Linked DNA regions of Zea mays: region 1 is linked to region 2. Evidence: chromatin contacts called from public Hi-C data. All regions are on one chromosome and are shown on one strand. The core of a region is the stretch at or near the end of the contact, and the rest is flanking DNA. Distances in the headings are between cores, read along the strand shown. Region 1 holds the start of LOC100280347 (dihydroflavonol-4-reductase). Region 2 holds the start of LOC100382356.

What was found. A called contact is a pair of places that touch in the nucleus more often than the background predicts.
Region 1: a Hi-C map of leaf shows a contact between it and region 2, with 2.9 times the contacts expected there. The contact joins the promoter of LOC100280347 here to the promoter of LOC100382356 in region 2. A contact is called at or near these places in 20 of 25 Hi-C or Micro-C datasets (bundle sheath, ear, endosperm and 6 more) and 2 of 3 datasets of contacts at active chromatin or transcription factors (leaf and seedling).

What each region holds. Positions count from the first base shown.
Region 1 is chr8:75,265,618-75,268,317 of Zm-B73-REFERENCE-NAM-5.0, reverse strand. It overlaps LOC100280347 (dihydroflavonol-4-reductase), which reads right to left and starts at 1,358. Exons shown (of 5, transcript NM_001153273.1): 1 at 836-1,358. The coding sequence starts at 1,088.
Region 2 is chr8:75,123,112-75,125,811 of Zm-B73-REFERENCE-NAM-5.0, reverse strand. LOC100382356 reads left to right here and starts at 1,313. Exons shown (of 14, transcript NM_001175102.1): 1 at 1,313-1,486; 2 at 1,931-2,075; 3 at 2,620-2,687. The coding sequence starts at 1,395.

The sequences.
Region 1 (2,700 bases), core at 109-2,608, 140 kb before region 2:
ATGGTTACGCAAATTTCCTATAATACAAGAAAACTTCACCGGTGAAATATCAAATTTATCAGCTACACTGAAAGTGACGTGCCCAGAGATCGAACGTGGACCAGGTAACCGACTATGATGCTGTTCAACTACAACTCTACATCATCTGTACAAATGCTAGACCATCCAAAGTCTAAACTCCATGCCAGGTAGAGATTAATGGCAATAAATCGACTTCTCAGGAATTCTCCTCCTGAACAAACAGTGGGTAATTTCCCACCAACCCACCAGGCAAGCCCTCCATGCACGCACCGAAGCATACGGATAGAAAACAGGAGATGAACAAAAAGACAACGTTTGCCCAGCTACAGACAAGGGGATTTAATAAGCCTAGGGTTAGGCAGAACAAGCGGGAGACGGGAAGTCAACGGGAACGTTCTAATAACAAGTCAATACTACTAGGTAACCTTTACTACTCTCGAATCTGCTGATTCTTTTTTCTTGCCGCAATTTTGAAACTTCCGGCAGAACGTGCACATTACGAAACTTCACCGAAAATTCGCTCAACATCTCGTGCGCGCGAAGGAAATCGCCGTGAAAATAACGCATTTCATTAAAAGAAATTAAATCAAAAAGAGTAGAACCGCGGCATCGCAGGCGGGAAGAGGGACCAGACACAAGAGCGGTTGCCATTTCCAATCAATCACCGAAAACAGCCTTCAGATAACCAGCCACGGAGACGTCCCACCGCGACGTGAAACGCACCCGATTCACAGTGCCAAAGCAGCGCGACGGTGCAGCCGGTAGAGGGTGCCGTAGTAAAATAAGGTAGGGACGGACTAACCGACCGACGTACCTTGCGTCTCGAGGGCGAGGCGGACGGTGTAGCCGTGGCGGAGCAGGCGGTCGACGACGGCAAAGCCGAGGAAGGACGTGCCCCCCGTGACGCACACGGTGCGCGCCTCCGCGGCGGCGGGCTCCACGGCGCGGGCCGCGCGCTTGGCGGCGCCCCCGCCGGGCCTCCACGCCCACGCGCCATGGAGCAGCAGCGCGCCGCGCATCTCCTCTACCTCGGCCTCCAGGCTCTGCGTGCTCCGCAGCACCCCCATGCCGCCGCCGCTTCGGCGCCTCTGCCTCAGCCTCCACCGACGCCGGCTCCTGGTCCTGGCCCTGGCCGCTGGCTTTATTGCCTTTTTGCTTTGGCGTCCCCGCCTCGCCGTGCCGTGGACGGAGCAGTGCAGTTTGGGAGAAGCGTGCTCGGTGCTCTCGGGCCGGGCGGCCTCGGGAAGTCGGGATTGTGTGATCGGTGGGTGCAGGGTCGCGCGTGAGGCCACTATAAATAGCAACCTCCCGTCCTCCCGTAAAGAAAAATCCGCGCGTACATGGTAAGGGTCTTCGGCCGCGCTCGGCTCGTCGCTAGGTTCCCAATCCCCAATTCATCGTCGGTTAGGAATAGATTCAGAGTAATGAAAAGGGACTAAAATCTTCTCCTATACAAATTTATATATGAGCTAGTTTAAGAACTCTATTTTTCTAATAGATTTACACTTTTTCAAAAAAAAATTAGTTTATTTTTTCTTAAAAAAATAAAAACCACTTGATAAAATAGAGTTCTTAAATTAGTCCGAAGAGAGAATTTAATCCACTTAAATTCTCTCAATCTACTTCAAACTGAGTAAGCTCTTAGCGGTGGGGATGAGAAAGTCCTTTCCCACAAGAATGTAAATGGGGGACATTATTCCTCCGACGGGTAATGAGGACATCTCCGTGGGACCCATTAAACCTACATGTAGCAATGTTTTCGTATACTAGTTAATTATAAAAATAAATAATTATCTTGTCAAAAGGTCAATCATTATACAAATATGTTCCTTAACAATTTCTTACATCGAACAATATGTATGAGCGAAAATGGTTGCATTAATATCAAATAATGTATTTCCTAATTATAATTTAAACGATGACGGGATCCCCGTCGGGGATTTAACCCCACGGGAAACATGAATGGGGAAGAAATGTGTTGGTGTTTTGCCTACCAGGGAAAATTGATCCAACAAAGGGGTAGAAAGTGTGTTTTCAGAGTTTAGCACGGGATGCCAAAAGCTTCATTAATCCCCTGTGTGAGGGCACTGTACGAGAGTATTTAAAGGTACTCAAGGGGCTGTCTGTCCCTGTCAAAGACGTTTACACTCTCGAGTACCCGGTTTATCCCCAGAATATTCCCATGAGGGAAGGTTACAGACAGTCATTAAGGTAAACCCTATTACAGACACAGCCCTAACCAGACCTGACCTCGTGAGGCCCATCACTTTGGGCCGAATCACACATGGGCCTTCCCCGACGGTGGGGACGCGGGAGGCCCGTAGACATCATGCGGGGCCTTCGTCTGCGACACTAGAGCGAAGGGGGTCGCACTGGTCTCTGTAACACCCTAAATTTGGGGTATAATTTTTTTCCTAACATCCACCAAATTCCGGTGTTACCCTCTTTTTTCTTTGTTTTACTTCCATTTTTTAAGTATCGGGAGAGTTATTTTTATATACATAGGTTTTTAGTGTAGTAAGATGAAACCCTAAAAGAGCCCTTGACTATTGCATAGCATGCCGATACTTTTTATTGTACGTTGAATTGTGGTGGTTGTGCATCCATGCAAACTCAAAAAGTATATATTTAGGGGTGATGATTGTGTTTTGAAGTGCATTTATATAACCTACACCTAAA
Region 2 (2,700 bases), core at 64-2,563:
TTTTGATATCGTTCCTTATAAAAATATGGGATCTGCTGGAGATAGACTAAAGGGCTCTAGTATTGAAGGCGCGAGGAGACATAAAAGATCCATTATCTTTTTCTTTTCTTTTGGTGGCAAGACAAGAACAAAATAATATACGAGAACTCTTTCCTTATTACTATTATAAGTGGGTACAAATTCAATATATAAAGATGTGTAGTCCTTTATAGACATGTTTGATATTAGTTCATATAATCCTTACCATATGCCTCTAAGGCTCTATGCTAAGGAGGGATTATTAGTTTAGCTTACGCTAAGGTTGTAGCCCCTCGCACCAGAAGACCTGAAAGCTTTTAGATTGTCCGCAGCGGTGATCTCTAAATTTTCCCACTATATCATTTTTTTGCGTCACATTATCAACATTTCACCCTCTAAATTTTCATCTCCCGCAGTGATTCCCCCTATATTATCTCCCTATACCCACTACAACTATAAAATATTATTATCTAACTCTTTTCATCTTTTATTACTATTTTTTTCAACTATTAAATAGGGGAGCACTGTGCAAGGGGGCGCTACAGTGCTCCCCTTGATCTGGGGGAGCGGCGCGGCATCCCCTAGCACTGCAACGCGTAGGGGGCCATTTGGAGGCCACAGCTGCTCGCGTAGAGGCCCCCTACGCGTGTACAGTGCTAGGAGAGAGGGCACCGCGCGGCATGTGCTGCGGACGGTCTTATACATATGTTTTAAATTAAGACAACTAGAAAACTAATATTTATTCTAAGTGTTATGAACGAGATAGATTCAAGTCCACATCTAAATGTTGAACAAGGTGGACAACTATAACAGGGATGGTGACGACCACAAAAATAATGAATAATTAATCAACATATAAGAAATAAAGCAAAACGCAAAAAAAACTCAATTCAAATTTTAAAACTGGTGTATTTTATTCTTATCGATTAGAACGTAATATAATGTACGATTAAATTTAGAATAAACAACCACACTATAAACATAAGAAACCAATGTTCAACAAGAGAGGCAAAGAGCTCACGTGTGTGTCAGTGTGTGAGAGAATGTGCCTGTGTAAGTTTGATCAGCGAGCCGTTCCCAAATCCACTTGCTCAGTCGGCCGTGCGATCGGGATTTAGCGGTGGGGATCTGCACAAAAGCGGCAGTTTACAGCGAGCCCCTTGAACTAGCCTGTATTACCGTTGCGCAAAAGCGGCCGTTACCCTTGAACTAGCCTGTATTGCAGCGGAGCCACCGCCGATCCGGAACAATTGAATCGCTGCATCGGTGTTTCGCCGCCGCCGCAAAAAGAGGCGGCCGCGGTGAGTTCAAGGGAGGAGGAGGAAGAGGGTGTGAGGCGCTGCAGAACTCCTGTGGATCGGTGAGCCGAGGGCGATATGGGGATGTTCTTCAGCAAGGCGGAACCGCCGCCGCCCATGGTGCTGGTGCCGCCGCTCTTCGACTACCCTCCCATCGCTGCCCGCACCAGGTTCGCCGCTTCCCTTCTCTCCTCCATTCGGACCCTTCTGTTTTGTGACCTGTGAGGCAGGGAAGCCAATTGGTTGGTAGCCTCAGTGTGCACGAATCGCCGTACGCTCTGCATAACTGTTAGACTAGACGGTTGAATCGTCGTGATTAATCATGCTTGTCAAGCAATCGCGATTGATCGCTCGCGTATTGTGAAATGGAACTGTGGATTGGTGAAATGCGCCAGATCGCTGACACCAGTTGGCAGTACTGTTGCTCGTCTCAATTCTGGTAGCTTGCTTTTTCTTGGAGCACGCACATCTCTGGCAGATGCCTTTTCCTGCATAGTCCATAAGGGTATAAAGTTAGTTTTAGTCCACTGGAAGGATGAAACATCACTACATTGCACTTAGGGTGGCATTTATGTCAGCCTTGGTTCTTCATTGCACCAGTATTGAACATGCAGGATGGCGGTGCCAGCATATGAGCTAATGTTTGGGAAAGTCTCCCTGCACAATCTGTTTGAGGACTACTTTGATCAAGCTGGGAATATGACCTCAAGGATCATGTTGAAGCCGCTTGAAGATCCTCACGTTGATTTGATTGCTACTGTATCCTGTCAAACATTACTTATCATTTCTGCTGCGTCTTCTGTTCCTTCATCCTTTCAATATCATGGTACCTGTCTATTCAGGATATGATTGATTCTAAATGGATCACCAACTGAGCCCTATTTTCAGATTTTTTATTTGTTCATGCTGCTACCATTTTCACCCCTTTTCATTTATATTTCTTTCGAAGAATCACCAATTCACATCTCTAGTTGTCATTAGCATGCCATTGTTATTAAAACATCTACTGGCCTATTGACTTCTCTTCTGGAAAAGGACAATCTGTTGATGCTCCCTATGCTTGTTTTCAATTATGATAACAGTCTTCTCTGGATGTTGCATAGTGCCACAAGCTGAGGTCTTCACATATATATTTGTTGATATTACATATAACCTTGTGCCAGACTTTGAAATGGTGCCTTTTAGTGCAATCGCGTGTCCATAAAGCCACTGATTATAGCTGCAGGAGATTTCGTTCCAATTCATCCATTTTTAAATATTTTGTTACTTCACAAAAAGCTTTTGCCTACCTTAATGTCACTAGGTGTCTGCTGCTGCTGATAGAAACAGTGGAACAGAAGTAAAAGGGGATGCTTTATTTCGCTGGCAGAGGTGGATACTGGAT